2 separate regions of the Mus musculus genome follow, and region 2 is linked to region 1. Evidence: chromatin contacts called from public HiChIP or PLAC-seq data. All regions are on one chromosome and are shown on one strand. Each heading gives the region's core, a stretch centred on a gene start, on an enhancer-like site or on the middle of the called end of the contact. The rest is flanking DNA. Distances are from core to core; before and after follow the strand shown. Region 1 holds the start of Slc36a2 (solute carrier family 36 (proton/amino acid symporter), member 2). Region 2 overlaps Slc36a1 (solute carrier family 36 (proton/amino acid symporter), member 1).

The links. HiChIP or PLAC-seq counts read pairs in DNA pulled down with a chosen protein or histone mark.
Region 2: a contact with region 1 is called in an HNF4G HiChIP or PLAC-seq map of pancreatic cancer cells. The contact joins the enhancer-like site here to the promoter of Slc36a2 in region 1. A contact is called at or near these places in 3 of 39 promoter capture datasets (the C10 cell line, the HPC-7 cell line and liver), 2 of 15 datasets of contacts at CTCF or cohesin (CD8 T cells and the G1E-ER4 cell line), 19 of 484 Hi-C or Micro-C datasets (the HPC-7 cell line, LSK cells, the P5424 cell line and 15 more), 7 of 115 datasets of contacts at active chromatin or transcription factors (CD8 T cells, the HPC-7 cell line, acute myeloid leukemia and 4 more) and 4 of 9 other capture datasets (adipose tissue, bone marrow-derived macrophages, liver and 1 more).

What each region holds. Positions count from the first base shown.
Region 1 is chr11:55,182,129-55,189,122 of GRCm38.p6, forward strand. Slc36a2 (solute carrier family 36 (proton/amino acid symporter), member 2) reads right to left here and starts at 2,949. Exons shown (of 10, transcript NM_153170.3): 1 at 2,683-2,949. The coding sequence starts at 2,831.
Region 2 is chr11:55,232,816-55,239,809 of GRCm38.p6, forward strand. It overlaps Slc36a1 (solute carrier family 36 (proton/amino acid symporter), member 1), which reads left to right. Exons shown (of 11, transcript NM_153139.4): 11 at 1-3,515. Among named protein-coding and RNA genes, the nearest start is that of Slc36a1, 32 kb to the left of the region's middle. Within about 2 kb of position 4,251, at least 11 of the 459 cell types and tissues checked have an H3K27ac peak or open chromatin away from gene starts, as enhancers often do. A contact at or near this core is called in bone marrow-derived macrophages and pancreatic cancer cells, where this site is marked.

The DNA.
Region 1 (6,994 bases), core at 1,699-4,198:
ATCATCACAAAGGAAACTGAGGCCCGGAGACCAGTTTGACTTCCTGAACTGTGGCAGAGACAGGACTGCACTCCCAGAATAGGGGAAAAGGCAGACTGGAGACAAGTCCCGGGGACTTCTCAGCAGTAGGTCAGGTGATGTCGGTCATCTGGGGATTGATCTCCAGAGAGATCTTTCTTTCTTTTCTTCTTAGCCCAGGACATTAAGTCTGGGGAATGGCATGACCTCTAACCCAATAAAACCCAAGTTAAAGCAAAGGACTCCCACTCTTTCTGTTGCCGTTGGCTTATGGTGCTCAGGGTCACAGCCGGGACCTTGTACATGCTAGGCAAGAGCTCTGCCTCTGAGCGGTGCCCTCAACACTCACGATTTCTTCTCTCTCTTTCTCTTCCATCCTCCCCTACTTTTCTCTTATTGTTCTCTGGATCTCCTATAGCACAGGCTAGCCTCAAATTCACTATGTAGCCAAGGGTTACCTTCAATTTCTGATTGTCCCACCTCCATACCCCAAGTGTTGAGACTACAGCTATGTCACCATGCCCAGTTTATACGGTGCTGGGGATCAAACCCAGGGCAGTGTGCCATCCAGACAGGCGCTTTACCAACTGTGCTATATTCCCAGCCTCAATTTACTATTTAGTTTAGACAGATGTGAAGTTGATCTAGAGGACAAGGTCATTAGGGGAGAACAATTCCAAGTTGGGACTTTCTCTCCCAATGAATCTCAAATATCCCAGCTCTCTTCTAGATGTTTCTGTATTCCAACCTTGTGACACACAGTGCTAAGCTTTTATCCAAACCCCCAGAAACCTTAGAAATTCCCCCAAAAAACCCTTGCAGCCAAGAGATCGTCTGGAAGCAGAGACAGGAGTCTGGCAGGAGCCTAGATTTTGGAATCAGACAAACCCAGGATTACAACCCAAGGCTGCTACTTATCCGGCTCTGTCATTTTGTGGGGGCACATGTTTGGCTCTGTAGCGCCTCTGCAAATGTTAAGAATAACAAAAAAATTTGAAAGAGCTGACTCAACTCCTGGTCTCTATTTTAACCCCCAAGTCCTCCAGCATTGGAGGACCTGCCCATGGACTGGCGGGAGTTAAAGAACAGTTGGAGGAGGGGTGGTGGTGGAGAATCCTGCGTGCCTGTCTCTCTCCCTGTGGGTGTCAACATTGCTGACAGAGAACTACACCCTCAGCCCCCAGCGATGGGCTTGTTTTGCAACTGGGAAGGGGTCAACGGGTCACTTAGGAAATTTCTAACTAAAGGACTTAGGAAATCAGAATTAGCTTGTAGCTGTTTGTTCGGTCAGCTTGCAGTGTGTCGAGCCATGCAAAAATTTGGACCAGGAGCCAGGAGGCCCGGGTCCTTTGGTGACCTGGAGCCACCATCACAAGTACTTTTTAAGCAGCTAAGAGTACACAAGTACTCAGCTCGCGCTCACATAGAAGGTGCAGCCATACTAGGAGGAGCAAGCCATCATTTCTAGACTTTCTCGGGCTGGCGAGTGGGAACTGAACCCAGACAGCCAGACTCCATCCCCTGCCTGCTTTCCCAGCCTGGACTCCCTGTCTCCAAGCCCCACAGGCTCCGCTCTGACTCTCTCTTGTTTTATTCTTTTGATTTTTAAGGAGTTGAAATTGCCACCTTGACCATCCAGGACACAAGAGTCAGCTGGTTCTCTCAAAGTTGAAAAATACCCTGCTCTGCTGTGGGTGGTCCAGGGGCCTCAGCAGCTCACTCAGTGACCTCTAGCACTTAGGAAGCCCAGGACCAGACCCAGGGACAAAGGAGCCATTGAGGCCATTCCTGCAGTGTCTTGTATGCAGTGTGGAGAGAGACTGTACCCATTCCTTCAGCACCTTCTCCCTCTCTGCCACACATTCCCCACTCTGTCTGTCTGTCCATCCTTTAATATACTAGGTCGTATCTGCTCCTCCCTGCTTTCCATATGAGGACACTTGCTTCAGGGAAGAGAAGGACAGGGCTTCCACCTGAACCCAGACCTTCTGGTCCTCTGTTAATTACACTCCCTACTACCTTGATGACGTCAAACTTGCTCCTTAAAGCACGAGCCTGGGCTGGCTAGACTGCTATGTTAGTGAAGTCAAGTAGGGAGGAGGAAGAAGAAGAAGAGGAGGAGGAGGAGGGTATTGGAGCCCTGTAGCTTGTCGTGTTCTGAAAAATCTTTGCGAATGTCTCCTCTAGAATCCATCTTCTGGGAAATGGAAGACACTAGAAGCTTCCACGTGCTGTTCTTTGAGTAGTACCATGGCAGCCCCAGCGGCAGCAGGACCCAGGCTTGCGACAGGGAGAGGCTTGCTTGTTGCTTGTGGCTGAGGCCACTGTGGTTTACATACTGACCCCAGCTTCCCTCCAAGTTCTGCCTCCCTCCTAGACACTGAGAGCCCCAAACTGACTTTAACAAAAGTGCTTAGCCCCCTTCCTTCCAATAAATCTTAGCATGTGGCTTAAAGCAGCTGGGTCTCAGTTTCCCTCTCAGGACTTTTCAGATTCTAATCGTGCCCCTAGCTAGAACGTCCTATTTGACACAGACCCTGACTGCACTTTTTCCTCTTTGGTGTTCCCAGCTGCACAGTGGGTTGAGGGTCAGACATGCCCACCTCGAGATCCGGACTGGAAGCTGATGGAGGCAGACGTGGGGTGGGAGGGAGCTGCACTCACGTTATGCCCTTGGTCTTCTTTGATGACTCTGAAGAGCTCCCATTCGCTGGACTGGGATCCTGGCTCTGCAGCTTCTTGGCACTCTCAGGAAGGTCCAGATTGAGAGGGGTGGCTACCTGCGGACTCCTGGCACTCTTGGTCACAGACATGATGGCTTCAGAAAGGGCAAGCTCAAGGTAGGGAGAGGGCAATCAAGGAGGTGTATGTGCAGGTGCAAGTTGGGCCCAGTAGATCTGACCGGAGAGCTTGCTCTGGCCTGGCTGGAATGAGACCACGCCCACCTGCATGGACACCCCGCCTCCTCTTGCTTAAAGAAACCCAGCGGGAGAAAGAGAGGAAGGAGGGATTTGGGAAGAGAGCCATAAGCTTTATTGATATTACCCAATCAACCACAGTGCAGTTAACTTTTTCTTTTCTTTTCTTTCCTTTCCTTTCCTTTCCTTTCCTTTCCTTTCCTTTCCTTTCCTTTCCTTTCCTTTCCTTTCCTTTCCTTTCCTTTCCTTTCCTTTCCTCTCTCTCTCTCTCTCTCTCTCTCTCTCTCTTTCTTTCTTTCTTTCTTTCTTTCGTGTGTGACAGGATCTCCTGTAGCCCAAAGTGGCCTGTAATTCATTAGATAGCTAAGGATCATCCAGAACTTTTGAGCCACCTGCCTCTACCTCCTGAGTGCTGGAATTACAGATGTGTCCACCACCGCATCTGTTTTTATACAGAACTGGGGGCAGGACCCAGGCCTTTAAGCATATTAGGCAAGCAGTCCACATCTGAGCCTTATTTCCAGTCTATCCTGATAATTTTAATGACGAGAGCCGAACTATTTATTACACACTCCGCTAAGGGGGTACCCATTTCTGTCTCTGAAAAAAAATGCCTTCCTGTCTTCATCTCAGGGCAGGCTTCCCAGGTCCTACCAGCCTGCAGTCAGCTCTAAGAAGATGGGAGGGGCAGCTGGCACCTCACCTAGAGCAGGGCTCTTTCTAAGGTTTCACGTGTAATTCTGAACTCGTGGCCTGTCTGTGTGTTTGTATGCATGCGTGCATGCTGTGTATATGTGGAGGTAAGAGCTGGATTTGCGGTGTCTTCCTCAAACATAGTGCTGACTTAATACAGTGACTCATGTTGTGGTGACCCTCAGCCATAACAGTTTCATTGCTACTTCATAAACTGTTGCCAGTTATGAATTGGCACGTAAATATCTGATATGCAGGAGAGTTGATATGTGGCACCCCCCCCTCCCGGGGTCGCCACCCACAGGTTGAGAACTGCTGAAGAGGTGCCTTTACTTTCTGAAGGCTCCATGGAGGGAGAAGGAAAGGAATGAATTCTGCATGAGTCCCAGGCGCGTTTTCCCGGGCAGGCCACGGTTCAGGGGCTTCAGGGGCGACCGGGTGTGATCTGCTTAAGGTTACAATGTGGCTTCCGGGTTGGAGCTCTGGACCGGAAGATGGTCTCGGGAGCTTCTTGGGATTCTGCTCTCTGTCATTATCTCTGCTCAGGGTAAACGAACCAGCCAAACTCTCCTCTTCTACAAATTATAGCATTTTTCTTCTTGTACCAGTCTCCCCACCACCATCTCCTCCTCAGAAAGCAACATTTACCGAGGCCGTACTGTGTGCCAACAGTGTAGCTTAAAACACCCCCATGGTATCAGGAACACCTAAGACAGACTCTGAAGGACCTGTCCCTTACCAGGGTTCTTTCTAGGGTCCGGCGTGCAATTCTGAACTTGTGGCACGTCTGTGTGTCCTATGCATACATGCATAGTGTGTACACTCAGAGGTTTGGAGATACTATGTAGCCCATGGCTGTCCTGAAACTCACTCTGTAGATCAGGCTGGTCTTGAGCTCACAGAGATCAGCCTGACTCTGCCTCCTAAGTGCTGGGACAAAAGGCATGTGTCACTATGCCCAGTTCCATCTTGTGTTATTTTGAGACAGGGTCTCTCATTGAACCTAGAGTTCAGCAAATCTGGCCAGTGAGCTCCAGAATCCCACCGGTTTCTGCATCCTTACCCTGACACCAGCAGTGGGATTATAGCCTCGGGCAGCCACATGAAGCTGTGCTTGGCTCTTGTGTGGGTTTCGGAGATCAAGCTTAGTCCCCATTAGTGCCCAGCAAACACTTTACTGACTGAGCCATTTATCTCTTCCCAGTTCCTGTTTTTGTTTTGTTTTCTCTCCTAAAGAGTCTCACCCCAGGCTGGGAGATGGTTCATTAGTAAAGATGCTTGCTGTCGGCATGGTAACCTGAGTTTGATCCCTGGAGCCCACCTGGTGGAACTCTTGTAAATTGTCCTCTGATTCCCTACTCGCCCCATCCCACTAGCAAATAGATAAACAATAGTAATGTTTAAAGCTACAAAGAGGAGGTTCACCCCCACCCCTTCCTGCTCCTTCCTGCATCCCCAGTGGTATGTGCTAGACTCCACAAAAAAACTGGCAACTTCATTGGGGGAGCACTGTTGTTTTGTTTCTTGGAAACTGAGGCTCCAAAAGGCAAAGGACAGTTTGACAGAGGTCTCATCCCTTGGAAGAGTCCCTGCTGCACCCTAGCCAGATCCTAGCAGGCCTGCTGCCTGCAGCTTTGATCGCCACACTGATTCTTGGTTAAGTGTGCTGGCCCTACCCTTCATGTCCTTGCCCTGAGTCAACTGTGGCCCGGCTGTGGTTTGCAAAGTGTCCTAACTTCCCTTGTCTGGCACCATCACATGGTGCTATTCCTGGTCTGTGGAGTAGCAGGCTGCTTTGTGGAACCTGCAATTGGGATTCCACAGTTTGGTTCTAATTTTAGATTTCATCTTGTCGAAAGAGCTTTGCTCCCTCCAGGCAATGAGATCTGTACACGCAGATTGTCAGGGGATGGGGCTGAAATCAATTTTGCTTTCCTCTCCAAATTGATTAAGAATCTGGGGTTAATCTTCAGACCTTTTGAATAGGAGTAGCTGGAATACTGGTGTTTGACCAGGGTCCCTTCATGTATATCATGGCCAAAAGGAACCTTGTTGGGTGAGACAAAGGTGTACACTCCTAGTGTGTGGTACTACTGGTCAGATGAAAGGGTGAGGACTCAGGAGGAGCCAGGCATCTGGAGAGCTGGATTCCAGCGTGGCACCACCACAAAGCCGTTGGAACCCTGGAGAGGACACTGCTGTACTCTGAGCCTTACCACCTCATTACATGAAGTAGATGCCAGAGTGCATATGACTTCTAAAGGCAGGAGGACCAGAGACACATGGGTGGGCGTTCTCTGTAAAGCTGAGGGCTGAGTAGAAGGTCAGAGGAGTGAATGTAACTCAGTTACACTTTAGAAAGAGGTGTGTGTGTGTGTGCACGCGCACGTGTGCAGGAGTGCACTACAGCTCAAGTGTGGAGTTCGGATGATGACTTGTAGGAACTGGCTCTCTCTTTCTACATGTGGGTTCTGGGCTCTTGTCTTCTGGCTTGCTGGCAGATGCCTTTACCCTCTGAAGTGACTTACTGACCCCAAGTACAACTTAAATGTACACACTCACACACACACTCACACACACACACACACACACACACACACACACACACACACACACACTGTAGAGTTGAGGTGGTGTGGGGAGCTCCTTTCATTTTTTTTTTAAAGATTTATTTTATGTATATAAGTACACTGTAGCTGTCCTCAGACACACCAGAAGAGGGCATCAGATCTCATTACAGATGGTTGTGAGCCACTATGTGGTTGCTGGGAATTGAACCCTGGACCTCTGGAAGAGCAGTCAGTGCTCTTAACCGCTGAGCCATCTCTCCAGCCCACTTCTTTCATTCTTGTATGCAGGTTGAAGCATAGGATCTTGAGGTGCACCTGATAGTCTAGGGAGGTAATAAGGAATGCTGGGATGGGGGTTTGAAGGGGCCTAAGATATGGCTGTGTGTGCCTTCTTCATTCACTGATCTTGTGAGTTGCACTTCTCTTCCGGGCAAGAGTCAACTCTCTTCCTTTTAAACAAACACAACAGTATATCTTCATAGGCACGGTGTGGTTATCTGAGATATGTATAGACTCCATATTGAGCAACCCAGGGTACTTAGAGTGTTCATTGTCTCATACATCTATTATATCTTTGTGACAAGGCATTCGAAGCAGTTCTCTTGGCCAGGTGTGATGAAGCACATCTTTAATCTCAGCACTTGGAGGGGAGAGGCAGGTGGAACGCTGAGCCAGAGGCTAGCCTGTTGTATATAGAGAGTCCCAGGCCACCCAGGGCTACCTAATGAGACCTTGTCAAAAAAAATTTAAAGGTATCCTTTTGTAGCTATTTATAATATAATATGGCTGGCCATA
Region 2 (6,994 bases), core at 3,001-5,500, 52 kb after region 1:
GGGGAGCAGCCCCTCCACTTGTGATGGTGCCGTCGCTGCTCTCCTTCATCACGCCTCCTCCCTCGGCACTGCCCCCCCCGCCACCCCCCCGCCCCCCCCCCCCCCCCCCGTCTGACCAGCCACGCCTAAATTATTCCCATTGCACAGCTCACTTTATTTAAAAGGTAGTCTCTGGCTCCCGACATTTTCTCCTTTCCTGGGCCAGGCCTAGATTAAATAAGTGGGGACTCTCATGTTTTACAAAGCCAGGCCTCTTTCTCATCAGGCTCCCAAATGCTGTACCTCACTGTTCCACCCAGCTGAGTCCTGAGAGGGTTCTGGATGCCCCCCCACCCCCAATAGTTTACAGCCAGCCCTGAATGCTGAAGGTTTCCATCTGCTGTCTGACTTGGGGAACCCACAGGCCACGTCACCTCTTCTCGTTTCCTCTGTGTAGGTCACAGTGCTGCCCCTTGATTTCTTTAAAGACAATGAGACACTGCTCAGGCTGGAGGTATTTACGGTGTATTTAAGCTTAGGGTTCAGGCTCTTGACTTCAGACCTGGCATCACAGCTTCAGCAGCTTGGCACTTGGCTTCTCCTTCCACTAAGACACCTGCTCCAGGGGACCTTGGATATGCCCTCCGCCCTGCCCTCTTGGCCATTTTGTTGTTTGTTTGTCTGTTTTGTTTTTGTTTTGTTTCCAGACAGGGTCTCATGTCACCAGAGTTGGCTTTGAACTTGCTTGCTGTGTAGTCAAGGATGACGATGGGCTCTCAGTTCTCCTACCGTTGCCTCAAGTATGGAGGTTACTAGCATGAGCTGCCACTCCCAGCTGGCTCAGAGACCTCAAGCAGATCATGTGAGCATGCACCGCCTCTGGAAGCCCCATGCTTCTGTGGACTTCCATTCATGAGACTGACTCCATATGGGCACTCGGAAGTACTCGTGTATACAAGGCTAAGGACGGGGCGCAGTTCCTCTTCATAGACACTACGCACAAGGGTCATTGTTTACAGTTCCTGGGGAGAGAGCAGAATCCCTGCCTTGCCCCAAGCTGCCTCTGTATCCTGGGCTTCCAAGGAACCACTAAACACTAACTGTGGCCCATACCTGCCCCTATTATGCCTCTCACAGAGTCACCTGGCTTCTAGGTCAGTCATCTTAGGGTGTGCCTTTAGAGGCCACTGAGAGTCCATGACTTGCCACTGCTCCCCTGTTGATGTCAGGATTCCCAAAGGACAGCTGTTGGCTCTCCATCTCTGGGTTATGTGTGTGTGTGTGTGTGTGTGTGTGTGTGTGTGTGTGTGTGTGTGTGATAGTGAACACGTGTGCATGCACACATATGCACACTACAGAGCGGTTTGTGTCTCCTCTCTGGTTACCAGGCTCTTAACTACAGATAGGATTTGCCTTGAAACTCGAGTTAGAGAAAGAAGCAAGAATTTATCAGAGTGCTGCTTTTGTGTTTGACAGAAGCTAGTGGCCCAACCTTGCAGCCAAGCCCCTTCTCGCTGTTCTGTCCAGAGCCTGCTGCGTGACTTCTAGGTCACAGGATGGGAAGGATGGTTTCTGGCTACAGCAGCCACTGTCCTTAGCAGCGTTGCTAGGAGTAGCCATTGCTGTCTTGGCCCCGAGGAGAGCAATGCTTTTTTCCCTTTCTGGCATCAGCATCCCCACAGGTGCTTATGTGGCCTGGTTCCAGCTGGGACTCACAGACGCCTTGCTTTCTGAAGTCTCAGGCTGGAAAGTGACCAAAGTAGGTTTAGACGCTGGCCAGCAACCCAACTGTGGGCCAGGCTCTCTCTTAGAAGCCACCTGAGCTTGGCTTCCTGGGTGGGAAGAAAGTCTATTCTGAACTTTTACAGGCGCTCCTACCCAGGTCTAGACCCATTGTCCAAGGCCAGCTACTCTTCAGGGCCCCTGGCCTGACACGGTGTGGTGTGCCTTCTGTAGCATTTGGCTGAGGGCAGCTTCCTTGGTACCTTGGTATGGCCCACATCTTTTGACCTCTTGCTATACTCCTGAGGTACTGTCAGTTTGGTGACCTGACTCTTTGAGCAAGGTCAGGGCCTTTCTGGATGGACACCAGGAAGCTGCTAAGCACATAGTGCCAGGCGCCACACACAGCCCAGGCGCCCACAGGAGCCCTGAGTCAGAGCCCTCCTGACCCCTCCCACTGTCAGTTTGGAGCCAGATGGCCCCCGGTGGGAAAACAGATAAATGGGAGCTTGGGCAGAACAATATAGACAAGGCTTGTGGAAACTAAGCCTGAATCCAGATGCCCCAGAGGCAGACATGCCCCATCCTTGCCAGCCCATTCCTTGTCTGTACCCAAAGTCAGAGGCCAGTTATCGAAAACTTGAATGTGAGCACTTGCTGGGAAGCATGTGATCTAGCCCGAGCAACCCACCGTGCCCTTAGCTGTGGCATCACTTGTGCTGCTGTCTGGGTCGGGAGAGGTAGAGGTTAGCTTAGGCCCACCTGTCTCACCTCACTAGCCACACCTATGGGCAGGTGCTCCTGTCTGCTCTCTTCCCCTGGAAGTCTTGTGCTAAGTGTGATCAGTGGTCTGAAGCTAGATCCCAGAGCCTGTCCTTAGGCTGTCTCATCCTCAGATTTCTCCCTCCCGTCAGTGTCTGCTCTTTGGATTCCATTGTTTCACTTGATCCTTCCAGGAAGTGCAGAGCTCAGATCATGTTTACAGCACTCACTACCCCCTTCTAATGCCCGCCCGCCCACCTGCCTGCCCGACAAGGGCTCTGGACAAGGGTTTGCTTTCCCTGCTAGCCAGCCCCAGCCACCATTCCCACTGGCACACTGAGGCTTTCTGGGGCCTGATATGGGAACCAGACAGAGTGGTCGGACGTGGCAATCAGGAGGGTGGCGCCAAGCTGGCTTGAGAATTTAATTTTCCAAAGTACATTACAAATCAGATACCATTAGGGGAAAGCGGGCCATGTGGCTCATCTTTGAAACTGTGGTCAATACTTGAAGGCACTTTAGTCCTGCTGGCCGCGCCAGCTTCCGTCTGGCCGGTGTCTTCTTTTTCTGTGTGTCCCGAGCCATTCACTGGTCAGAGACATTAAACCGTGCTCATAAGCAGTTATCAAAAAAAAGCAGCAGAAAATGAGGCTGGAAGGAGCCTGGTGTTTACCCTGTTCTTTGGTTTAAATCAAGCCGATGTTGAAGAAGCTGGAATTTTTTTTTTATGAATAATAAAATCCCACGTCTATATCGTAAAGCTGTCAGTATATGTTGAAATCAAGGAACGAGAGAACTGCCCTACAGAGAGTCTTAACAGCCAGACAGTACCGTGTGCTGGCGCCTACCTGGATGTGCATTGCGTACACGCGTGGGGCATGTCAGAGCTTCAGATGTGCATTGCGAACATGCATGGGTCATGTCATAGCTTCAGATGTGCATTGTGTACATGTGTGGGTCATGTCAGAGCTTCTAGGTCTCATTTGGGTTGCACATATGGATCTTGTGTTAAATTTCCACTTCAATAAATGAATTTTATTTTTTATTTTTGAGAGGTTGCAAACTGTGTCTTTGTTTTCACACTTCAGGGAAAAAAAATCACTGAGTTAGGACAATCTGACAAAGGGACAGGGGTCTGAGAAAGGGAAAGCAACCCTGTTTCCCTAAACCACTTCGATATTCTCCCGAAATCCTGGGTCGCCTTCTGCATATACCAGTGGGTAGTTTTAGGGATCAGCTTGGTTTTTCAGTCAAATATGAGCCTGGGTGTTTGCAAATGTTAACATTTAGAGCAGTTGACAAAGTAAAGATTACCCTTGCTAGTGTGGGTGGCTTCATCACATCCAAAAGTTCTTAAACCGTGGCCTCCCTGAGGAGGAATCCTATCTCCAGACCACAAGACCAGCTTCTCAGCTTCCACACTTGAGTGGAGACCAGCCCTAGGAACTGTACACCTGTCAGCCACAGCTAAGCTAGTTCTCCTTTGAAATTTGTTTCTATATTCTCTCTCTCTCTCTCTCTCTCTCTCTCTCTCTCTCTCACACACACACACACACATACACACACACACAGAGAGAGAGAGAGAGAGAGAGAGAGAGAGAGAGAGAGAAAGAGAGAGAGAGAATTTACCTACATTAACTGAAATGCCTACTGAGTCACCAGGCAGAATAAATAATTAGGTCACAATTGCATGTGTGGCCAACCACTCATGTTCCTTGTCTGGTGCATGACTGTGTGTGCACACATACACTGAGTCAACCCAAGGTCCCAAAGAAAGAGCCAGTCAGTCTTTACAGGCCACCAGCTGGTACAAGGAACCACAACACAGCAGGGGGCACAAGGAACTAGAACACAGCAGGGGTCGGTACCAGAGTTCCTGTGCTTCTCCTGGTACCTGCCTCTTCCCTTTGCTTACAGCCTCAGCCAGGAGGGTGAAGGGAGTGTCAGAAGGATGCGGGGCTTAGAAAACTGAAGGGAGTCAACACTTATTTACATGATCGTCTGCATCAAGGCTCCATTCCTATGTAATGGCTATAATTCAAACCCCAGATCTCCAAGTTCTTCAAGGTAAGCCCTGCTCTGCTGGAGACATGCGTATGACTGACAGTGAGCTGACCGGTATGACTGACAGTGAGCTGACCCGGCTTTCCTAGGTAGGCAGCCTCTTCATTTCTGCCCTTTGCAGATGTGCTTGGAGACCGTGAATCTTGAATGGTACATTTGTCCTAGACCAGCAGCTCTCAGTCTCCTTTCGGAGATGGGAGGTTGAATGACCCTTTCACAAGAGTCCCCCTAAGACCAATGGAACACACACGCATTTACATCATGAATCATAATAGTACCAAAAATACAGTTATGAAGTAGCAACAAAAATAATTTTATGGTTGGGGTCACCACAACACGCAGAACTGTATTAAAGGGTCGCAGCATTAGGACGGTTGAGAACCGCTCTCATAGACCATGGTCTCCCTCATCTTTTTAAATAGATTGAATTCTGATCTACATATAGCAAAATTTGCCTATTTTTCAATGTGCAGCTTGGTGAGACCATATCAATAAAAATGTCGAAGGTTGGGGCTGGAGGAATGGCTCAGTGGTTAAGAGCACTGACTGCTCTTCCAAAGGTCCCGAGTTCAAATTCAGCAACCACATGGTGGCTCACAACCATCCATAATGAGATCTGATGCCCTCTTCTGGTGTGTTGGGAGACAGCTACAGTGTACTTAACATGTAATAAATAAATAAATCTTTAAAAAGAAATGTAGATGGTTGCCTTCTAAAATATATTGTGATAATATGCATATATATGTGTGCAAGTGTGCACACCTAGATGTTGGGTATCCTGCTTACTCCCTGGAGACAAGATTTCTCACTGAACCTGGAGCTAGGCTGGATGTTAGCCAAATCCGGAAATTCTCTAGTCTGCCCCTATGACACAGGCTGTAAGCATGTATGTCCATACCTTAGGTTTTAATGTGGGTTCTGGGTATCTGAACACAGGTCTTCACGCTTGTGCAGAAAACATTCTTACCCACTGAGCCACCTCCCATCTCTCCATTCTACTCTGCCCTTGGCCCTGGAGCAAAGGTGTGCGGATGTGTGGACTACTCAGAGGCTGGCTGCCTTTTCAATGGTAATGGTAGAATCATGTTTTGAGACGTTATGTCAATGACAATCAACAGTTTTCTATATAGCATCTTATTTAAAGGGAAAGAAACTTCTGGCAATAGCTCCTTTGCACATAGAGACATTAGAGGGTTTTTAAAAATGTGTCTGGGATTCACATTTTCTAACTAGCCAGGACTCGCCTCCTGAGACCCCTGGTTCCTGCCTCCCACCACTCTCACCATGCCTCATTTGCTTCATCTCCTTTAGAGGGCACAGAGAAGTTTCTCACCCCCAAGACCTGCTGGGTGCCCTGAGTCTTCACATCATTACTTGTGCCTGACCTAGCAGGCTGCCCTTGTCTATGCCCAACCTGGGACTCAACTTTTTTGCTGTTGTTGTTTTGTTTCTTTGAGGCAGGGTTTCTTTGGGTAGCCCTGGCTGTCCCGGAACTCACTTTGGAGATCAGGCTGGCCTCAGACTCCGAGAGATTCACCTGCCTCTGCTTCCCAAGTCAGGATTCAGTTTGTCTCTGGAATCTTCCCTGGCTAATTTGGTGGAAATTTATGGCTCCTCCCTCAGCTCTGTGTTGTTATCTGATTAGCCTCAGGCCTAGCTGTGCTAGGGAGATGTGGCTCCATCAGCCCTCCATGGCCTTACAGGTACCTCAGCTGCAGATTCAACCCAGTGAACACAGGAAACATTGCACTTAATATCAAGTATAGACGGGCTTTGTGGTTCCCTCACCTCTCATCCACGTGACTGACCTCAGGCGTGAGAAATAATCTAGAGAGGACAGACAGTATGTACGAAGACCTGTTTAGGTCACAGGCAAATCGCACACTTTTACACCAGGGACTAAACCTTCTACAGAGTTTGGTAACCTTGGCAAGTCCGGGAACCAATGGCGTGGATGATGAGAGTCTCTGTACTCGGCTGCTTGCCTCACTGCTAAACTGCTGAGGGCATTGGCTAAGTGAGCGTCTCTCCCCTCAGCGTCTGACCTAGGGTTGAGCCTGTCCCTGAGGCTTCAGTGTCGCCTAGAGTGTGTGGTGTCCTGCACAGGCAGGTTGACTTCCTAGTGTTTTTCAGTTTCACGTTAACCTCACCAAGCAATTTCTTTGGCTGGACCTTGGAGGCTTATCAGAGAATCCAAGAAAATTCTAGGCTGTCTTTGACAAATCAAGTCCAAGAGGGCGCCTATGTATTTCAGGAAGCTGTGAGGCTGTCAGTCAGCACGGGGTCAGTGCATAACACAGTGGCAGCTCACTAACTCACCATATCACTGTGAACTCACCATATCCTACAGTGACAGTGATTCTCTCCTTGCACTGAAGCAGCTGTGGGCCCTGGATAAGTCACTCCCTACCCTAGAACGTCATGTCTGATCTTCTTTCCCAGTCAGATCTTTGAGACTCTCTCTTAT